Regions from separate parts of the Mus musculus genome. Here all the other regions are linked to region 3. Evidence: chromatin contacts called from public Hi-C, HiChIP or PLAC-seq and promoter capture Hi-C data. All regions are on one chromosome and are shown on one strand. Each heading gives the region's core, a stretch centred on a gene start, on an enhancer-like site or on the middle of the called end of the contact. The rest is flanking DNA. Distances are from core to core; before and after follow the strand shown. Region 1 overlaps F830045P16Rik (RIKEN cDNA F830045P16 gene). Region 2 holds the start of F830045P16Rik (RIKEN cDNA F830045P16 gene). Region 3 holds the start of Snrpb (small nuclear ribonucleoprotein B). Region 4 holds the start of Ckap2l (cytoskeleton associated protein 2-like). Region 5 overlaps Gm39932 (a long non-coding RNA gene). Region 6 has its middle 7.2 kb from the start of Gm14041. Region 7 holds the start of 4930402H24Rik (RIKEN cDNA 4930402H24 gene).

Region 1 (2,945 bases), core at 113-2,612, 690 kb before region 3:
TGCTTAAAAGTGATGTGTTTGTGTGTCAAATTGACAAAGGATCCATTGTTCTGGCTAGTTTTATGTCATCTTGACACAAACTAGGGTTATTGAAGAGGAAGGAATCTCAGTTGATAAAATACCTCCATAAGATTGGTCTGTCTATAAGCGAGACTGTATGAAATTTTCTTAATTAGTTATTGATATGGGAGGGCCCAGCCCAGTGTGGGTAGGGCCATTCCTGGGCTGATCACCCTGGTTCTATTAGAAAGAAGGCTGAGCAAGCCATGAAGAGAAAGCTAGTCAGCACTACCCTCCATAGCTCCTGCCTCCTGGTTCCTGCCCTGTTTAAGTTCCTATCCTGACTTCCTTCAAAGATGAATAGTGATATGGAAGTATAAGTCAAATAAACCCTTTCCTTCCCAAGTTGCTTTGGTCATGGTGTTTCATCACAGCAATAATAACCTTAACTAAGACAGGACTTAAGGATGATACAATTAATCATTAAAGTTTATTAAGATTCCTAAGGTGATAATGATCTATTCATGGTAACAAAAACTAACTTAAAAAGTTGTGCCTATGGTCAGCATGGAGGTACATGCCCAAGTGCTCTGCCAGCACTTGAGAGGCAGAAGCAAGTGGCTCTCTGTGAGTTTGAGGCCAGCGTGGTCTACAGAACAAGTTTCAGCACAGCTAGGGATACACAGAGAAATCATGCCTCAAAACAACAACAACAAACAGAAACCAACCAACAAACAAAAACCAGCAATATCAACAAAAACAAAACAACAAAAAAAGAAATCAGCAGGGACCTCAGGCTACATTTGATGCAATATAGATGTTATAATCATATGGGGTCTACACCATTGCTAAACAAGTATGTGAGAGATATGTAGCTTACCACTGAAAGGGGGGGTGTAATAAAAACGAATATATATACAGATGGCAATGTGCTAGATCTTCAGAGACAAAGACCTTCCCCCTCCCAGTTGCTACTGATAATGTGGTAAAATTATCTGTCTTCTGCTACATGCAAAAGGGAAATATTGCTACTGCCTGGGGCAACCACAGAGCAGAAAGAAACAGAAGTAGCAACTTCCCCAAAATGTAGGGGGGAGGAGGTAGTGGTAGAAGAACTTCCTTTGTGACTAACCTCATTGATTCCCAGCCTATTAAGTAAATGGGACCCCAATTACAAAAAGAAATGGCTGTTTAAGACTGAAAACAGGGACTATTGAGCATTTGACGAGAAATGATAGCCATCCTTGAGGCCATTGCCCCGAGTTGGTTAAACAGTTCCATAAGGGAGCTCACATCAGCCAGACAGCTCTGGAAACTATATTAGGCTCACATTTTTATGTTCCCTAACTTGCCAGGATACCCAATGAGCATGTGGACAGTGTGACCCAGTGCCCAGGATAACCCATGACAGTGACTTAGGGCCCTCCTCAAATGCAGAATTTTGGAAAAACCCAATTAAAAAAAAATTGGTTGTTGACTTTACAGAACTTCCCTAAATCAGGGGTTACAAATGCTTGCTTGTCTGTGTAGTTTCTCAGGCTGGATAGAAATCTTTTCTACTCATAGGAGGTGGCCCTGCTTCTAAAAGAAATGGTTTCTAGGTTTGTAATTCCTATTACTACAGGATTAGACCATGGGCCAGCACTTACAACAAACCACACAAAACCATATTATATAAAGGACTTAATGCTGATAGAATTCACTTTGGTTTTACTTTTTTATGTATGCAAAGAATTCGATATGGAGAATTAAAGACTTTGATAAAATTGATTGACTTTACAATACGTGTTGCTTGCACATAAGAACATCCCCTGACGAAAACAGTACTCTTTCCCTTGGATGGGGCACAGAGCCCACTGTAGCAATTGAGTGTTAGTTGATGAATGTTGCAGAATATGGGAAAGCGAGACTTGCCAGAATCTTTTGCTCCTGTTCCCAACTTTATAAGCAGAGCCACCAATGAACACCCCTCCTTAATAGGGAAGACGAGCTACTTCTCAAGTCTCACACAACAGGGGGATGGATTCTTTTGTCTAATGGGGGACGCTTGGAGCCTGTATCCACACTATGAATGTCTCAAACTAACAAGGGACATGTGATAAGTATTCTGTGCTCATCTCACAAGCTAAAATATGGTGGCTCTATGGGCCATGGAACTTTTTATTCAAGCCTACAACCAGACTGGTGGGACCTGCACACTGCCTCATTGGCTGCACCCTTTACCCTGGCCTTCCACTCCCCTCCTCCTAGTAAAGCTAAGTCCAGGGATAAGAGGACAATATCTGGGTCCTTTAGTATCTGCATTGACTCTATGGGAATCCCCAGAGGAATTCCAAATTCGTTTAAGACTGTAAACAAATAGTTACAAAATTCAAGTAGGCTATATCTTTTGTGGTCGATGATAAATAAAAACATAAAATAATGAACAAAGGCTTATCAATTATACCAGGGCTAATCTTTCAGGCGTATCATCAGCTGGATGTCACCAGCCAAATGGCTTGGGGCTAGGGGAGGGATCCTGACTATGATGCTAAAGACAAAAGAGATTTGTAGTATCCTCGGTGTGGTGGCTCATCTTGATTTTCAAGTTGACTGCATCCAGAGTCATCCAAAACCCAAGCAGCCAGGCGCGCCTGTGAGGGGTCCTTGATTGGCTCATTTGGAGTGGCAAGACCCACAAAATCTGGGCCACACCTTCTGGTCGCAGTCCATATAAAAGGTCATGGAGGAAGGAAGCTTTTGCCTTTTGTCTACCTTCCTTCATTGCTGGCAAATGTATCTACCTTGTTGCTGAGGCTTTCCTTTGCTGGTGCTAGAACCTGCTTCTTCAGGATTCTCGCACTGACTGAAGACCAGCTAAGACATCTAGCCTCATGAACTGAATAACTGCCAGGTTCTTGGACATTGCCTCAGGAGATAGCCTTTGTTGGGCTAGCTGGACCACA
Region 2 (2,824 bases), core at 238-2,737, 640 kb before region 3:
CTCTGCTCATAGAGAAGGGGCAGTTCCACCACTCTGCACCCACAACAGCCAGAGAAACTGAGGCTTCTGTGCTCTGGGACCTATCCCACCCACTTTTCAGCGGCCAGTTCACGTCTTTGTTTCCCACCCAACTCTGGCTGCAACCACTGTCTGCCTGCCCAAGCAGCAGCAGCAGCAGCAGTCCTTAGGCTGTTGAGCATTCCCAAGGTTCACCAACTGGGCCAGCACCTCTGACCTCTGTCCATTCCGGCCCACAGCAGCCCAACCTCCCACCTAAGCAGCAGTCTGGAGGGGGTGGTGACACCTCTACACCACAGGAGCTCAGCCCAGCAGGTCAGTAATGTGCCTACCTGCTGTGCCATGCTTGGGAGAACTTGTGGTAGCTGTGTCTGGGGCTCCTCTCCAATGGCCTCCCGCATGGCTCTGTTGCTAGGGAAACATCTTCCATGCTTTCCTCTGGAGACTTTTCTGAGGCCCTAAGCTTGGATATACATACCCTCACATTGGACACCAATTATTGCCAGACTTTCTTGGAGCCGCCAGCTCCTGAATAATGACACAGAGACTTATTATTTAAGAAAGCTTAGGCTCTGTAGCAGGTTATCTCCTAGCTAACTCTAACCCGACTAATTCCAGCTCACATCCTGCCACACGGCCCATTACTTCTCACTCAACCTCCACACCTGTTCCTTCCACCTCCGTGTCACACTGGTGAATCCCCCACCTCTTGATTCTTTCCCAAAGACCCTCTCTCTGTCCAGAAGTTCCATCTATTCTTTCCTGCCTCAGCTACTGGCCATTAGATCTTTAGTAAACCAATTAGAAGGCGAGAAGGGTAAATGTTTCCAACACAAGTGATGATCCATAAAAATAATAATACCAAAGTCTGGCCAGTATTCTCCTCTCTGGCGGCACAGAAACCAACATTTGCATAACACAAAGACAAACTTTACACAGTGTACAAAAAGATTACCCCCGAGATAATCTTACATTCATTCTGGATGACACAGAAGCTGCAAGAGTATTCCAGGGGTGGCGTGATTTAATTTGCATTTTCAAGAAAGTCTCCTGTTGTATGAGAGTAGACTGGATGGAGGATGATCAGGTAAGAGTGTCATCAACTGGGACATATAGTTCAGGGTGGGCCAGGGAGAGTGGACAGAGTGAGGAAAATAAGCTTTAAGTCAGGGAAGGACTGAGCAGATGAGTGAGCCTTTGATGTGAGAAATTTAGGTCTGGTCATTATTCGCTTACCAAACAAGAGTAGAAAAATCCATCTCCTTTTCTGGGCCTCAGTTTCCCTGTCTGTGACATAAGGCAGAGCAGCTGGTGCCAAGGTCTTCTGCATCAGGCACAGGCAGCCCTATATTTAGGGCCTTGGCTCTCAAGCTATGATCCAGTTACTAATCCCAGCAGGCCTGAATGCCCCATGGCAGCTGCAGAAACCTGGGGACGATGCTGCAGCTCAGGGACAGTTGCCTGTTGTCTACAGAAACTGGGACAACCAGAGGACATGAGACTTGTCTGCCCACACCACAGGCTGGGAACGGCTGGTCTGATGGCACCTTTCAACTGGAGGAAAAGTGCAGGCCACCAGCCAGGGGCTTCCTGAGCCCTTCAGGGAACTGATGTCCCAGTCACAATGTCTTTCCAAATGGTCCAGGTTCAACTCGGGGGCTGTGACCAGCCTCAGTGGATGACCCTCAGTGGGCTGATTCAGACTTCTCCCCTGGGCTCTTGACAAGGTATAAATCACTAGCTCTGGTTTATTGAGTAGAAAAATGAAGACCAAAAAAGTCATGGGCAGCAAAGCTAGGAGTTGAACATGGCTAAGTAATACTTCCATCATTCTTTGCTGCCTCTCAAGGATGCAGTGGAAGGGTGGTAAAGAGAAATAGAAGCTAAATATGTTTTAATAAATATAGACATTCACACCCACCTGCTTTGCCAGGGATGAGGACTTTCAAACAAAAGCTGCTTTGTGCAGCTGAAGTGAAGCATGTGTGTGTGTGTGTGTGTGTGTGTGTGTGTGGTGGTGGTGGTGGTGGTGGTGGATAAGCCCCTGGTCATTGTTTACAGCCTTTTTGCTGCTTATTTATTCCTTTGTAATTGCCACAGATTTTTTTTTCCAGACATATACATGCTGGGGACTGTGTGAGGCTCCAGGGAGGGAACCGTAATAATTAACAGAAAATGACTTAGTTCCTGAACCCACTGGTTTGCACTGCAGTTGAAAGATGTCCTCTTCTGGATGTCGTTACTGCTCTAGTCTCCACAAAGAGAAACCCAGGGGCTTTGTGAGGTGCTGTGATTTCACCAGGGGGGAGACCTGATCAGAATTCTAACCTGGACCTTATGGTTCAAAGCAGCAGGAGCAGCCGGCCCTGCAGGAGCAGCCAGGCCTGCGTCAGGCAATTTGATTAGGGTTTAATAGAAGGATTAGTCACAAAGGAAGACAGGGCTACAGGAGACCACAAAGCACTCGTCAGGACCCTCGTTCACAGTAAGAGGAAAGAGAAGTCAGTCGGCAGCTGATAGATGAGGGCCCCCAACAGGGGTTTCAGCTCAGGGCATGGTGATTGCGAGGTGACCCTGGATCAGTAGGCTAGGAATATGGACTCTGAGTTCATAGTCCTCTGTCTTTCCATATCCTTCTAGGGCTCCCCACAACTCAGATCATTGCCGTGACTTCTGTAGACATCTGGGATAGATGCTGAAGAAAGAAGGGGACAAAGAGGGCCAGGGAGAAAACCACGTGGTCTTTAGCCAAAATTAAGATGCTTCTGAATCAAAAGCACCTTATTGGGCCAGGGGAGGTCCAGAC
Region 3 (2,817 bases), core at 84-2,583:
CTAATATACCTTATTGGATACTCCCTGTATATCCAGGCCCTTGAAAGGGATTGTGTATTTCATTTGATCCTCAAAATTGGACCCAGTGTCATTCATTTTTACTGGTAAAATAGGCTACTCCGGCTGAAGATTATGTAAGGACTTGCCTCAGTCAACTCTTGGAAAAAAAGAAAAAAGAAAAGCAATATCCTGTTTGAGCACCTCGGGTTTCTTCAGCCACGCAACTAGAGTAATCTTTTGGAGAGATTCGAGGTATTTATTACATGTGGTCTGTAGCCAAAACTAAATAAAATTAGGATTTTGAGTACAGAAATTATAACAAACTGAGATTTCAAGCAAAGACCACTTTCCCTGGCTGACCTTTAAGAACTTAAGTTCATTAAGCCTGGGAAAAATCTTGCAGCGATCGTTCACTACCAACAGGATAAAGCAAGACTGGGCCTTCAGCAACCAGACTCCTGGAAAGTTCGTGCCATCGACTGCTTTGCTCTCTCAGTTTTCCAGATTGCTAACCCTCCCTCCCATGGGGGAGCCGGGTGCCCCGAAACAATCATTTGGGAGTCACCTCCTGGAGAAAACGTTCTCGTTCCTCCCACTGCCGTTACTTTTGCCTAACGCTGAGCTACCACTGCGATATTAGTTATATTGTAGCTATATTAGGACTGCCTGGCCAGAAACTGGCCCAAGTGAAGACAGAACTTACTTTAGGGTGCAGCCCCGGCGCCCGACACAGCCCAACATCAAAATACGAGAAGCAAGGTCGCGCGCGCTCTGCTGGCAAACCCTCTCCTCCAGCCTCCCGCTCCCTCCGCTGCTCGACTCCGGTTTCGGGCCGTGACCTCCGCTACTCCTCCGCCTCGCCCGGCGCTGCCCGGTCGGCCCGAGGCCTGCGCCAGCTCCAAAAGCCCGGGCACACACTGACGCCCAAGTTTAAAGCTACGGAGGCCGCGGGGCCGAAACCGCCGTGGCTCCGGGACACGACGTTTGACGGCCGCGCATCGGCCTCTGTACCCCGGTCGGCCTTCCCCTCTACCCGGTCGCAGCCTCACGGCAAGTCCAGGCCTTTGGCGCTGGGATGAAGCGGCTTCCACCCCGACCTCCTCCGCCACGGGCGGCTCGGCTCGGCTCCAGCCCACGGACGCCGCCAGCTACCGCCCCGTTCCGCACCCCCGAGCGCCCTACAGCCAGCCCGCGCCTTCTCACCATGGTGGCGGCTCGGATGGCTCAGATTCCCGCCGGATTCTCTGCCACAGAGGCCTAGTCGCCAGCCAGCCAGCCGCTGGATTCCCGCCGCCGCCGCTAACGGAAATGCTGCCTGCAAAATGCCGCCGCTAGTGAAGCTACTTCCGGTCCGGCCTCGGACCTGGAGTTCCGGTCTCTGGAACGCAATTAGGGGGCGGAGCATTAGCATCAGCTGACGGATTGTGTGGTGGTTTTGTTTTGTTTTGTTTTGTTTTGGGTGGATTTTTCCCCCCCTTTGTTGATTTTATTGGAGTTTTCCTCCTCGTTTTGTTTTGCTTTAGACCGGGTCTCACTGGGTCTTGAGCTTCGGATCCTCCTACCCACCGCGTTCTTAGTACCAGATGCTGGCGTACACCATACTTGGGCGGCAAACATCCTTGGAGGACAGACACCTCCCCAGCTAAAGTCTCCGCTGGAGTGCTTGGTTTACACGCCGATGTCCCAGACCCCACTCCCATCCAGTTCTCACCCAGCGCTCTTGTGAACTCACTCTAGGAAGCCACTTCTCTAGCTTCTCTCTATGTTCTTCCCTCTTTGCATTTGCTTTTGTCTCACCAGGAGCGCTAGACTCGCAGGTATATGCACACCCTCATGCCCTTACCTCCAGGATTTAAACAGAAATGACAGTCCTGGTGAGGACTTTCCTGACCATTCTTTCTAGGAAAAAAAAAAAAAAATGCAACTTTCTCAGGCTCTTCGCGCTTCCTTTTTGCTTGTTTTCAAATATTGATTGCTATCTGACATACTAAACCGTAGTCCCCTTATTATTGGAAGGGCATGCCTTCCCAGACTCGGAGTAACTCCCCAAGTCACAATATGCTAATTTTTTTTCTACATAAGCACGCTTACGATATGCATATCCTTTTCACTTAACGCAAGTGTATTTTGGCACCCTTGAATTGACTTTAAAAACCGGGATTTAAGCAAGACAAATTTTGGGTCGAAGTTTGGATTGATGTCCCCTTCCCGCCTCTCGGAGTCCGGCCTGGCTACAGGAGGTGGCTACTTCAGTCTCTATATCCCCCTCTGGTAGGAATCTCAGCTAGAGTCACCTCCATAGGTATCCTCCCCAGCCCCAGGCTCCAGCTAGCCACCAGAGAAAAACCCCAACTCCTCCCCACCACATCACACCCCCACCCCCACCCATTCCCTTCCTCACCCCTTCCTCCCCTACCCAGTTCCCTCTGTCCATCCACCTCCAATGACTATTTAGTTTCCCATCTGAATGAGATTGGAATCCCCCTTGGGACCAACAGTGGTATGGGATGGAGGCAATGGTGGGGGCGGGGGGGGGGATTTGTAAGGGCGGGATTTGGGAATAGAAGAGGGAGCAAGGGCTATGATCCAGATATAAAGTGAATAAAAGAAAATTATTGAAAAAACAAAACAACAAAAACAAAAACGGGATTTAGTCAGGCAGTGGTGGCCTTTAACACCAGCACTCAGGAGGCAGAGACAGGCTGATCACTGTGAGTTCGAGGCCAGCCTGCTCTACAGAGCTAGTTCCAGGACAGCCAGAGCTACACAGAGAAAACCTATCTTGAAAAACAAAAACAAAACGAAACGAAAACAAAA
Region 4 (2,797 bases), core at 200-2,699, 880 kb before region 3:
AGCAAGAGAGAGAAATAACAGGGCAAAGATGGTACAGTGCTGAGAAAAGCAAAGGATGTTCTGTCCACCTCAAATACATGCCCAGGGAACACCAAAGGACAAGTTGGGAGGACGCTGGCATGCCACTGTTGTGGACTGACCATAACCAACTCTCCTGTCTTCGTAAGCACACACCATAGAAATGCCCTCCAGTTTCTTGATCAAAATCTGCGCTGCTGGGAACCAACTTTCCCAGGAGAAAGAAGGAACCAGAAGAGCTTCCAGAGATGTGGGTAACAGTGTAGTGTAGAGCCTTCCTTCCTTTGGAGACTGTTAGGAAAAAAAATGCTTAAATTTCTGCCAATAGACAGCACTGCCTAGGGGTTGCTGGTTTTTTGTTTTGTTTTGTTTTTTAAGTCATGCCTGAAATCAAGGACTGAAATGCTCCTTTTGTTATTACAGGATTCACCATGATGCAAGTCAAACAGACTGGAAACAGAAGGGCTGGTCCGTTCATTGCTGTTAGCAACCGGGGCAACAAAGCCAGTGTAACTATGGGAAGGTAAACTCACTTGGCGTTGGGGTCCTTTAGCTTTCCCTTGGCTGCCAGGTACTCCTGGAGCTTCTGCCACCGTTCTTCTGTAAAACATGGACACGAGCAAACACCAAAAACATTACAGAAAACCCTTTATATCTTTAAATATGATACTTCCCTGTAGCTATTTTGGCTTTGATAAAGTCACCAGTCCTGTTATGCTTGCTTTCAATACCAACGGTATCAGCCTGGTGCCAAGCTCTTTACTAAGCTGTTTACACTAACCATCAATCCTATGAGGTATTTGGCTGTTTGAAACTCAGATGAAGTGACAGGCTTAAATTTACCCACTAATGTGCAGCAAAGCCAGGATTTGGAATCAAGACTTTTTTTTTTAACCCTTGAGTTACAAATTGTGTGCCTAGGACGGTGCGCAGAACCGCAGGCCCATAAGTGAGGACAGAGTGTGCATCTCAAAGGTGACACGGGGGAGGGGCATACTGGAGAGGTAGAAAGGGCTCCAGGTCCCTCGGAGGCCAGGGTTCACAGCATCCTTAAGCCTCAGCCCACAGTTTATCAATCAACCTCCAGACAGCGCACATTTTATCAGTGAACCTGCAGAGACTCGGACTGGGGCCGAACCTGCCACCTGACTGCTGTCAAAGTTCTGGCCATAACTAGCAATGCAGGGGTGTCCCCCTGCGGCAACGGAGCGCGCCGCTCCTCGCCGTGGCCCGGGTCCAGCGTCCTTAACCTAACTGAGCTCGGGGGAGACTGAAGCAGGCGGGGGAGGCCTGGCAGCTTCTGGAGGCTGCCGACCACACTTACCCGCGGCTGCGCTGGCAGTGGGGCCGGGCCCCACCATGGCTCTACGGCGACAGTTTCTTCCTTCAAAGGGCGCGCCTTGTTCTAGTACGAGAACCGGGCGCCCGTCTGGACGCTCCTATTGGCTTCCGCGACTTTGAAATTCGCCAATAAAAAGACGGAGAGGGCGGGATAACAGGAAATGGACATTCGGCGATTCCCACTGGGGACCTCCCCTGAGGCTCTGCGATTGGAGAGTTTCTGAGAAGGCCCGCCCTATGGCTAGGTCACTTCCGCAGCGGTGCCTCTGAGGTGGGAGCTGGTGGGTGATGCTGGCTGGCGGAGGAGTGGCTCTAATTGTAGCCAAATTTGGGTTAAGGACGGTTGTGACAGTTGAAGAAACGGGGAGAAACAAGCCGGAGCCTAAGTCTCTGTGCTATCAGTTAGGCTGGCTTTGGCTGCAAATAATAGCATGCCAAACGAAAATGGTCCGTATCAGTTATTGTTCTCATTCTTGTAGCCGAATACCGGACAGAAACAACATAACTCCGTGTAGTCCCTGAGCAGCTCGCGGGAGCTGTCAAAATGGCGCAATCTGTCAAAAGTGTCTCAAGGGAAGGGCATCCTAAGACACAGGAGCTCAGGAGCCACACAGCTCTGAGGTGGGACAGTGTCCCCTTGGAAAGGCACCCTGAGACTCGGAAACCCAGAAACCACAGAGCTCTGAGGGTCAGAAGGTATTCCTGTGGAAGGACACCCTGAGACATCAGAGCCGGGGAACCACACAGCTTTGAGAGGAAGCCTCGTCAGCTGAGGCAGTGCAGTTCCCAGGGGAGGGTATCTCCAGCTCAGCCCAGGAGCTCAGGAGCCTCTGCCCCGCTCCACTTCTTTGTTTCTTCCCTTCCTCTGTCAATTGCTTCTTGGCTTCTTCCAACGCGAAAGTCATATGAGGCAGCAAATCTCGTAAAAGATATTTATTGGAGAAGGATGTTATGGTGGGAAGAGAAAAGGGCAAGGGGTTAGAAGAGTTTTTAAAAGAATAACAAAGATTTCCTAATAGAAAATGTAAAGAACAGAATTATATAAATTTAAGAATGGAAATAAAACATGGAAACATAATAGTTTATTTAAACAGAAAAACATCTACAAGGTAAAGTTAAAATGCTAACAAAGGCCTGCTAGAAAGAAAAAAAAAATCATGAAGGAAAGAGAAGGAAAAGGTTATCACTGGCATACCTAAACATTATCAGGTGAGTGAAGGAGAATAAAAAAAAAATCACAAAAGTTTTTGCTTTTGTTTTTGTTTTTTAATATGATAAAAAGCGCTGAGATGGCTGGGGTAAGGAGCATGCAGTGCTCTGGCAGGCCACCAGAGTTGGTTCCCAGCACCCATATTACATAACACATCTGCCTGTAACTCTAGCTCCATAGGGTCTGACATCCCGACATCCACTTGTGTGACAAGACTTTCCCTGAGGA
Region 5 (2,815 bases), core at 88-2,587, 990 kb before region 3:
TTTGTGCATGACTACTTAACAAACCACAGACAACCACCAAGCAGCCAATCAGCCCCTACTTGTGGGGCTCTGGCATGTATATATCCTCTGAAAAGTCCCCAAAATTCCAAATGTCATGCATTTGCAGAAACTATGTGCAGCTGCAAAAACACACTTCTGCTAGAACATGAGGCAAATCATAGTCAGCTGCTGTGGACAATCTGAAGCAGTCCTATGTCCCACACCTGGAATTAGAATGAAAACACATTCTTGTAATATTTGTGTTTTCTTAACGAATCCAGAATTCTCACTCCACTGCTGCTCTGAGTCACTGAGACTTTTGGGGTGACTGTGCTGCAGTTGTTGGAAGAGCTACATAGCTTGAATTCAAGTTGGTGGGGAAGAAGGTACAGGTTTAGTGGAAACGGGCCTAGTGATTTCAGTGCACACAGATTAGGTGAGATTCTACAAGGAGACTGAGGAGAGACAATGAGGGCTGGCAAAGGAGGCTGCTGTGGCCTCAGATAGGTAGAGAGTACACAGAAACCATTGGAGACTGTGTTAAAAAGGAGCCTCACTTGGGCTAGAGAGATAGCTCTGTGGGTAAAATGTGAGGACCTGAGTTCACTCCCCAGCACCGCGAGTGGGGAGTGGGGGGTGCATGATGGTATGTACATGCAATCCCAGCGCAGGGAAAGCAGAGATATGATCAGCATCTCCGGGGCTTCGCTGGCTAGCCTGCTTCAGGGAATCGGTGAGTTTCAGGCCTGTGTGTGCGCGCGCATGCACACAGACACACAGACAAGCACACACATACATACACATACATACACACACACACACACACTCGCATACTCACACACTCATACAGGGAACTCCATACTTAGGAAGTCTTATAAAAAGGCTGAAGTGTTTGGGCGTGGAAGGTGACATGGAGATGGAGAGGCAGGAAGCCAGTGGAGAGGCAGGAAGTCCAGTGGGTAGGAACTACTATCAGCGAACCTGTGGTACAAAGGTGTTACAGTCAGAGCACAGGCCACTGAGAGACGTTTAGAGGTGACATAGATGACAGTGAGAGTGAGTAGTCCTGGCCTTTTTCTGGGAACAAAGAAGACAATTAAGAGTGAGAGGAGCTAAGAGACACCTCCATCCCACTCCCATGCCCTGGTGTTACCCACTTTCACTTCCTGTCACCCTTGGGCATCTCACCCTGGGCCATCCAGACACTTTACTGGTCAGCAGTTCTAATGGTGCCCTGGGATTGTGGGGGTTGAGGGGGGGGCACCATTAGCTGGAGATGCTAATCTTGGAATTCACAACAATCTGCAGCTTCCTCATTCCCTTAGCCTGTGTCAAATCTGCTAGCCCCGGGTCCCTTAGGCGCTGGTCTTTATTCCTGCAGGCAGAGGAAGCCAGCAGGCAGCAGGATGGACCAAGAGCACTGAAAGTGTTCTTAGCTCAAGGCTGGGACCCTGAGCACCAACCAGATGCTACTCCTTTCTCCTTCTCCATTTATCTCCCCCTGTACCCCCATCCCAGGGCACCATTAGAACTGCTGGTGTGTCTGGATGGCCTGGGGTTAGATGCCCAAGGGTGACAGGAAGTGAAAGTGGGTAACCACCAGGAGGTGAGGGCAAGAGCTGGCTTCATCTTGAGCTATTCATTGGCAGCAAGATTCTTGAGCCAGCCTGAGTCTGTAACTACAGACTCAGAGTTGTTGGCAGCAAAACCTTGTCTCTTCAGAGTTTGGTTACCCACGCTGACCCCATAACAAGCGCCATGCCAACGGCAGGCTCTGTGGAGGTTGGGATGTCAACAAGCAAGGAGGTGAAGGCGAGGATGATCTCACTGAATAAGCAAACATACACCCCACATGGCTGGGGGAAGGAGGCTCTCATCAGCTGGCCTGTGGGAGGCTGTTTGGGAGAAGACAGGCTAGGAAGAGGGCCGGGTGAGGGAGAGGAAAAAAGAAAGCAACCTTGGTCTACAGAAGCAGGGGTAGTGAAAAGCAGGGAGAGACAGGCTTGTGAGAAAGGACAGGTCTAGGCTGGAAGGGGAAGGCACAGGGAAAGCTGCTTGGATGAGAATAATAATCAAAAGATTTCAATAAAACGGAGAGTTAGAGAGAGAGCCTGGCACTGGAAAGGGAGATGTGGGTGGCCGCATGTGATCTGAGAGAGACCTGAAAACACCCTTAGCCTTGACCTAGGTGTTTTCTTGTGTGTGTTGGGTAGGTGTCTAAGTTGCCACACTATTATATAATGAAAACATTCACACAGCCTATGACCCACCTAAAATAGTTACACAAGGACCGATAGACAGACAGACAGACAGACAGACACACACACACATACACACACTTTGTAGTAGACTATTATTATACAGATAATCCAAGAAAATAATCAGGAAGACTGCAAAGGAATAGTGGTAACAGAACAAAGAACAAGTTACATAATTCCATGGTATGAATTCATTTGGTTAAAAAATGAAAAACAAGCCAGGCATGGTGGCACATGCCTTTAATCCCAGCACTTGGGAGGCAGAGGCAGGTGGATTTCTGAGTTCGAGGCCAGCCTGGTCTACAGAGTGAGTTCCAGGACAGCCAGGGCTGCACAGAGAAACCCTGTCTCAAAAAACCAAAAAAACCCAAAAAACCAAAAAACCAAAAAAAAAAAAAAAAAAAAAAAAAAAGAAAAAAGAAAAAGAAAAGAAAAAAAAGAAAAACTATACATTATTAGAAAATATAAATATCAGCATGTGAGTGTGTGTGTGTGTGTGTGTGTGTGTGTGTAACTGTAGGTGGATACTTTGGAACATTGGACTCACCATCAGGATC
Region 6 (2,978 bases), core at 454-2,953, 600 kb before region 3:
TGGTTGTTTTTCAACCAGCTACCCCACCCCCAACCCAAGTCCACTCACAGCTGAGAACAGAAACTGAGAGGAGTTGGGGCACTCATTACCACCCAAGTTTTGCTGTCCATCTGCCTCACGTAGTTGTGACACGGAAAAATGAGCCCATACAAGATGTGTCCTTGGAGTGGGTGCAGAGTATCCATAGGTATGGCCCCGGCACCCATGCCACATGGGAAGGCCACCGGGCAGATGTCCAGCATTCATGAGAACGCTCCGTGCGTTGTGGCAGCATCTGTGCCAAAGACACTTAGGAGTGAACTCCTGTGAGTCTCAGGATAGAGAATTCCTAGAGAAGTTTGGTGGCTTACAGCAGCAGATGTAGACAAGAGTTGATCACTGGGTCTGTCCCATGGAATATTCGGCTTAGCAGAATCCACTGGTGGCCTCTCCTCCCCCTTGTCCCAGTCAGTCCAGGGCAAAAGGTGCTAACAGCCCCTCCCCCATTTGAGAACATTCAGTATCCCGTTCTAGGTGCTTCCTGGCTCTCCAACACTAGATTCTGCTCTATGCGTGTTCCTTGGGCCCCCTTGGGCGAGCCTCTGAGAAGCCCCTTGGAGCACCTCTTGGGCGAGCCCCTGAGAAGCCACTTGGAGCACCATTTTGCAGGTAAGCAAACTGAGGCACGCTGGTACTTGGGATTACACAGGTAGAAAGTGATGGAGACAAACTTTGAATGTGGTCTGAGCCCTTGAGCCTTTTCCCTGAAAAGCAGCCTAGTGATTAAAGGTGACACTCTCTGGAGCAGCCTGCAAGGTTCAAAGCTAATCTGGTGCCTCTTCAGTTTCCTCCTCCAGAAAAAAAGAAGCTTAGACCCTGGAGAAGCCACCACAGGGATTAGAGAGGAGCTGTGGGCATCCACCTTCACTGAAAGCTTGCCCTAATTACCCCACAGACCCCTCCTCTTGGCCCAGGGCACCTCTGCCCACTGACTCTGCTTCTCTGGCTCCCTTACTTTTTTTTTTTCTTGTTGCCGTCTCTTCTGGAACATATGTCTTGCTTTGAAAATCCTCTCTTTGCCAATTTCTCCCCCTTTCACGCTCCCATCTGGGTCCTAAACCCTAGCTCTGCATTTACCTGATGCATAAACCCAAGCTAAGCCCAGGCTGGCCATTTCTACCCTTGCCCTCTTAAAATTTCTCCTGGAGAACTCCCTAAGTGCTGTCACTTGAGAGTTGAATTCTATAGGTGAGGGCGTGGTCAGGGAATCTGCATTTTAAACCATGCCTTCCTATGGGAGAGGGGCTGGCTCTTGGATTGTACTCTGTGAAGCACCCATCACTCTCAGTTTCCTCCTCTGTAAGGGGAGGGGGCAGAACCTCCCTCCCAAGGTTGCAAAAGTGAAATGATTTATCTGCAAACAAACATATCTTTTGTCCTGTCTTAGTTTTTGTATAATTGCTTTTGTCTGTCCTTCCCGGTTGACTTTCTATTCATTTTTTTACTCTCCGCTCATTACCTGAAGAACACCCAACTCCGGAGTGGAAATAGAAACCCTGAACACGGTGTGGGACGGAGGTGGGGTTTCTGTGAGGGCTGGAGGCCCCCAAGCCGCCCAAGTGGCCCTTTTCACTCCTGGAAGCCTGCACCCAACAGTCCCCTACGATGGAGCATCCCCGCCCCTGCAGCCTCCACAGCCAGGAAGCCCAGGGAAGAGGAGGAATCTATTGTGCAGGAATGGCCTGCTGCTATGGAAACCAGCGCTCAGGAAACTCAGCAAAGATCCATTCTGGGGAGCCGGGTTGCCTTGGGGGAGGGGAAGAGGCCAAACTGCGCCTCGGACTTTGCCCTCCCATTACCCATCCTGTGATGCTGGGCAAGTCACTTAACCTCTCTGAGCCCTCCTTTCCCTCACCGGCCTGAGAGCAGCAGCCCCCATTAGCGTTGGATAATCCCAGCCTCCGATGACTGAATGTCGCGCTGCGGCTTTCAAGACTGAAGATGGGCCAAATTGCTGTGAGCTTTCTTTCATTACCGCAAGCTCAAAATATTCCAGTGCCAGCTTGCTGAGCGACCCTGTGCCACGGAGGACCGGCAACGATTGCAATGATTGAATTCCCTCTCGCGGAGGCAGTGGGTCCACCCTTAACACACACACTACCATACACACTCAGACGCAGCATGCACACAGGTGCTGAGTTAGACTGCCCACAAAAAAAGCTCGGTTTCTGTGAGGAGCTCTCGCTCTCGGTATCACTCCATCTGCAACGCCATAGTCAGGATCATCTGAAGGCTTCGCTAGACTTCCCACTTCAGGAGGCCTAAGTCCAAGCCCAATAGCTTGACCTTGGAGGCCTTTAGCATCTCTGTCCTGCCCCGCTCCTCCTGGTATTATCTCTGGATTTATGAGGGTCTTTCCTGAGAGGCAAAAATTGTATCTTCTTCTTCTTCTTCTTTTTTTTTTTTTTTGCCACAAATCACCCAGCATCTGGCCCACTTAGTTCCCTGTGAGGGTTGGAAAGGCAGAGACCAAGGGGCATAGATATTCAAAGTGACAGGAACTGAAACTACCCACCCCAAGAAGATCAGTGAAAAGGTTACCCTCTCTGTGCCTTCGCTTCCTAGCACACACCTCCCTATCTACAGTAATATGTCACACACTTGAATTCAACACACACAGCCATAGCACATATAGATCCCACCACACATCACGAGCTCCCGTCCATCCAATACCTGGAGTCTCCGAACCCCTTGTGTATCTTGCTACCTTCTTGCGTTTCCTGATATGGTTCCCTTGCCCCCAAATCCTGCTGCCCAGGTTCCTCCAGGGCTCCTGAGATGCTCCAGTTCTACGCCCCCCGCTTATCTCATTTACCCCCTCAATTTACAGAGAAAGTGTGCCCAAGATCACACTGGCTCTGTGGCCAACAAGCCTAGGTCAGAAACAGATCCTTTAGGAGTCACTGAGTCAAGCCGCTCCAAAGAGCATCCATGTATGT
Region 7 (2,727 bases), core at 39-2,538, 660 kb after region 3:
ACACAATACAACACTCAATCAAGAACACAGAAAAAGCCGGCCAGACACGGTGGCACAGACTCAGCATTCAGGAGGCAGAGGCAGGTGGATCTTTTCGGGTTCAAGGTCAGCCTGGTCTACAGTGAGACCCGGTCTCAATTAAAAAAAAAAAAAAAGACAGAAAATAGGATAAGCTATTCTAATATTAGTTGACAACCCCCACTCAAGGGAACAATAGCATATTGCTTTGCCAAATGGCTGCAAGTAAGCAAACAAAAAAGGCCTCTTCTGGTTTAATGACAGGTTAGCAGTACCCAAACCCCAATGACTCCTCCCTTCCCTTTCTTATAGGCTCCTACTGCAACACCTCCACCACTCCAACCTCCGCGTTTCTCTGGCAGCCGCATACTAGCTCCTTCACAAACAAAGCCCGGACGGCTATCAAGGTCAGCCCCAAAGACAGAGAGCAGAAATTGGAAACAGATCTTCTGTATGGAAAAGGGCAGGGCAGCACTCCCTAATATCAACTCCCCTTCCAGTCCACCCGCACTCCTTATCACGAACCTAGTGTCAGCCGCTCTGGGGGGTTCCGAGCCTCCTTTTCCCTCTCCATCCAGTTTCCTTTTTCTTCCTGCGCCCCCAATGACCTTCAAGCCCCTGAAACAGGTGCTCCCCAAGGGAAAGGGGTTGGATGCAGTGGCCAGGGACAGGTGAGCGGAGTTCCCTGTACACGCAGGGGACTGGAAACTCTATAATCGAGCGGCAGTCTGGGGCAAAGGGTCTGGACACCTAGGAGCAAAGGGGTTTACGCGGCAGTTTCGGGAGCTCCACTCGCGTGAACACAGGGCCTCTAGCGGTGGGCTGTCGGTGGGGAAGGTTTAAGGGAAAACCGGTCCATGGGGTGGGGATGTCACAATGGGGTCTTCCCGGAAACCGCAGTGGGTTGTCGAGCTACAGACATAGCAGGGTCCCTCCAGAAGGCCGCCTGTCCCTGGGCAAACGTTCTTCTCAGAGCCGTTTGAAACAATCCTCCGCAAGGAAGCCATATCAGACCACGCCCTGCCGCCCGAGGCGTAGCCGCCCCAAGGCGCATCCCGGGCCACCCTCGGCTGTCTCGACGCGGCATACCTGACGGAGGCCGCCCCACTGCCAAAGGTGCCAGCGAAGCGCGCGGGGGACAGCCCCAGCTGCTGGGGGTCGAACGAGTCCATGGAGGCTGGCGGCGTAGGACCTGGGGGCCGCGGAGGGTCGCTGGGGCCGGCACCGCTGCGGGCCAGCGGCAGGGCGGAGCGAGGGTGCGCCAAGGGGGCGGGGTCGGCGCGCGCGGGCACGCGGGGGCGGGGCGGGAGCGCGCGCAGCGGGGGCGTCAGTGTGAGTCCGGCCCAGCGCCGCACCGTGCTGCGGAGGAGCCAGACGGACTTGGGGTGCGGGCCGCCAGGCGCAGGCTCCGGGACACCACACCTCCGGGCCCTAAGGTCTCTCAGTGCGGTGAGGGTTCTGCGGGAGCTACAGCCACGCTCGCGGACGCGCCCGGGGCGGGGTCTCGCTCCCGCGAGGGCCGGGCTAGGCTTCTTCTGGTCTGTATTTGGCTTTATCTCTAGGTGTCCTGGACCGCTGCCTGGCTACAGTTATCTGTTTCACATCAGTTGCCTATCCATCCTTGGAACGTTCGGCCCCTTAGCGATGCGGCCTGTTGAGAGCACTGGCATCAGTGTGCTCACAGTATCCCAGGAGACGCCTGCCTTTGCAGTTCAGAGTCTGGATAGAATTGTTTCCAGCTGTGGGTCGGTGGGCCAGAAAAAATCTCAGAGCCCAAGTTCCTTCCTGCATAAAGTGGAGAGTTGCTTACTATATACAAGGTCTACTTTAGCATCACATATCGACCTTGTCAAGATGTCCTACGTGTCCTAAATTCATCTTTTCATGGTAAATTATAACACCACAAGACTAGTTTCCCTGCTACAATGATCAGCCTTTGAATTATTTATAAATAGTACTGGCTGAAAAAAATCCTTCTTCCACTCATAAAGATTTTAACAATCCCCAAGGTATCTCTTGCAGGTTTGAAAAAGAGAAGGAACTAAAATGCTTATTTTTATACTTAAAGGAAAATAAAATTTTGCCTTCAGACCCAACTCGTGAATGTGTAACCATTGTTTAGAGGTAACCAACACAGTATCTGAAAATCAGCCAATCAGAGACAGCCTCTCTTCAGGGGCTTCCAAATCAGCCAGTTATCAACAGCTTCTGAAACCCAGCTAATCATTGACAGCAGCCCAATCAGCAGCGCAATGACCAGGCTTCCGAATGAAAGAGCCTTTCTTAGCTGCTTTGTTCTGTAGACCACTGTTAACAGCCAGGAGACTGTAAATTGCTAAACAGTCAATTTATTGAAACACCTCGAGCTTTTACGCACCCAGTCATTATATACATCTCCAGCTCTGTTAATCAGCTTTGAGAATACATCTTTTCTCTACAAGCAAATGTGATATTCACCTTCTTCCTTCCTCCTCCATTTGGTATGTTTTATGTAGCCTAGGCTGACCTTGAACCCCTGAACTTGAACCCTTGAACTCTTGCTTCAACCTCCTAAATTCTGAGATTACAGGCCTGCATCATCATGTCCAGATGGAAGGCTACTACAATTTGTAGCACAGAACAAAATTGTGTGCCTTTGGTTGCTTGGCCAATGTCGTGGTATGCAGATATCACATCTTTTGTATTCATTTATCAGTTAATGAATATAGA

The links. Promoter capture Hi-C pulls out the DNA fragments that hold promoters and counts their contacts. A called contact is a pair of places that touch in the nucleus more often than the background predicts. HiChIP or PLAC-seq counts read pairs in DNA pulled down with a chosen protein or histone mark.
Region 1: an H3K27ac HiChIP or PLAC-seq map of acute myeloid leukemia shows a contact between it and region 3, with 5 times the contacts expected there. The contact joins the enhancer-like site here to the promoter of Snrpb in region 3. A contact is called at or near these places in 7 of 39 promoter capture datasets (the HPC-7 cell line, cranial neural crest, embryonic stem cells and 3 more), 5 of 484 Hi-C or Micro-C datasets (the HPC-7 cell line, cortical neurons, palatal mesenchyme and 1 more), 10 of 115 datasets of contacts at active chromatin or transcription factors (acute myeloid leukemia, astrocytes, embryonic forebrain and 6 more) and 1 of 9 other capture datasets (embryonic stem cells).
Region 2: a contact with region 3 is called in a promoter capture Hi-C map of liver, with 2.2 times the contacts expected there. The contact joins the promoter of F830045P16Rik here to the promoter of Snrpb in region 3. A contact is called at or near these places in 7 of 39 promoter capture datasets (the 3T3-L1 cell line, embryonic stem cells, frontonasal cranial neural crest and 3 more) and 3 of 115 datasets of contacts at active chromatin or transcription factors (astrocytes, embryonic forebrain and embryonic stem cells).
Region 4: a Hi-C map of brain shows a contact between it and region 3, with 5 times the contacts expected there. The contact joins the promoter of Ckap2l here to the promoter of Snrpb in region 3. A contact is called at or near these places in 4 of 484 Hi-C or Micro-C datasets (Th1 cells, brain, embryonic stem cells and 1 more) and 4 of 115 datasets of contacts at active chromatin or transcription factors (astrocytes, embryonic forebrain, embryonic stem cells and 1 more).
Region 5: an H3K27ac HiChIP or PLAC-seq map of acute myeloid leukemia shows a contact between it and region 3, with 11 times the contacts expected there. The contact joins the enhancer-like site here to the promoter of Snrpb in region 3. A contact is called at or near these places in 3 of 39 promoter capture datasets (the HPC-7 cell line and liver), 1 of 484 Hi-C or Micro-C datasets (muscle stem cells) and 2 of 115 datasets of contacts at active chromatin or transcription factors (acute myeloid leukemia and astrocytes).
Region 6: an H3K4me3 HiChIP or PLAC-seq map of neural tube shows a contact between it and region 3, with 3 times the contacts expected there. The contact joins the enhancer-like site here to the promoter of Snrpb in region 3. A contact is called at or near these places in 2 of 39 promoter capture datasets (cranial neural crest and stem cell-derived epiblast-like cells), 4 of 115 datasets of contacts at active chromatin or transcription factors (embryonic stem cells, extraembryonic endoderm stem cells and neural tube) and 1 of 9 other capture datasets (embryonic stem cells).
Region 7: a contact with region 3 is called in an H3K27ac HiChIP or PLAC-seq map of extraembryonic endoderm stem cells, with 4 times the contacts expected there. The contact joins the promoter of 4930402H24Rik here to the promoter of Snrpb in region 3. A contact is called at or near these places in 1 of 39 promoter capture datasets (erythroid cells) and 1 of 115 datasets of contacts at active chromatin or transcription factors (extraembryonic endoderm stem cells).

Annotation. Positions count from the first base shown.
Region 1 is chr2:129,488,624-129,491,568 of GRCm38.p6, forward strand. The region is part of intron 1 of F830045P16Rik (RIKEN cDNA F830045P16 gene); the gene reads right to left. Among named protein-coding and RNA genes, the nearest start is that of Gm14040, 26 kb to the right of the region's middle. Within about 2 kb of position 1,363, at least 85 of the 459 cell types and tissues checked have an H3K27ac peak or open chromatin away from gene starts, as enhancers often do. A contact at or near this core is called in the HPC-7 cell line, acute myeloid leukemia, hematopoietic stem and progenitor cells and 2 more, where this site is marked.
Region 2 is chr2:129,535,115-129,537,938 of GRCm38.p6, forward strand. It overlaps F830045P16Rik (RIKEN cDNA F830045P16 gene), which reads right to left and starts at 1,488. Exons shown (of 7, transcript NM_177653.3): 1 at 1,255-1,488. The coding sequence starts at 1,348.
Region 3 is chr2:130,178,031-130,180,847 of GRCm38.p6, forward strand. It overlaps Snrpb (small nuclear ribonucleoprotein B), which reads right to left and starts at 1,334. Exons shown (of 7, transcript NM_009225.2): 1 at 1,204-1,334. The coding sequence starts at 1,206.
Region 4 is chr2:129,295,763-129,298,559 of GRCm38.p6, forward strand. Ckap2l (cytoskeleton associated protein 2-like) reads right to left here and starts at 1,450. Exons shown (of 9, transcript NM_181589.3): 1 at 1,343-1,450; 2 at 552-618. The coding sequence starts at 1,379. It overlaps Gm14023 (predicted gene 14023), which reads left to right and starts at 1,608. Exons shown (of 5, transcript NR_040371.1): 1 at 1,608-1,640.
Region 5 is chr2:129,184,889-129,187,703 of GRCm38.p6, forward strand. The region is part of intron 1 of Gm39932 (a long non-coding RNA gene); the gene reads left to right. Among named protein-coding and RNA genes, the nearest start is that of Gm39932, 3.7 kb to the left of the region's middle. Within about 2 kb of position 1,338, at least 64 of the 459 cell types and tissues checked have an H3K27ac peak or open chromatin away from gene starts, as enhancers often do. A contact at or near this core is called in the HPC-7 cell line and acute myeloid leukemia, where this site is marked.
Region 6 is chr2:129,572,793-129,575,770 of GRCm38.p6, forward strand. No RefSeq gene overlaps it. Among named protein-coding and RNA genes, the nearest start is that of Gm14041, 7.2 kb to the left of the region's middle. Within about 2 kb of position 1,704, at least 103 of the 459 cell types and tissues checked have an H3K27ac peak or open chromatin away from gene starts, as enhancers often do. A contact at or near this core is called in neural tube, where this site is marked.
Region 7 is chr2:130,838,857-130,841,583 of GRCm38.p6, forward strand. It overlaps 4930402H24Rik (RIKEN cDNA 4930402H24 gene), which reads right to left and starts at 1,289. Exons shown (of 37, transcript NM_029432.2): 1 at 1,108-1,289. The coding sequence starts at 1,190.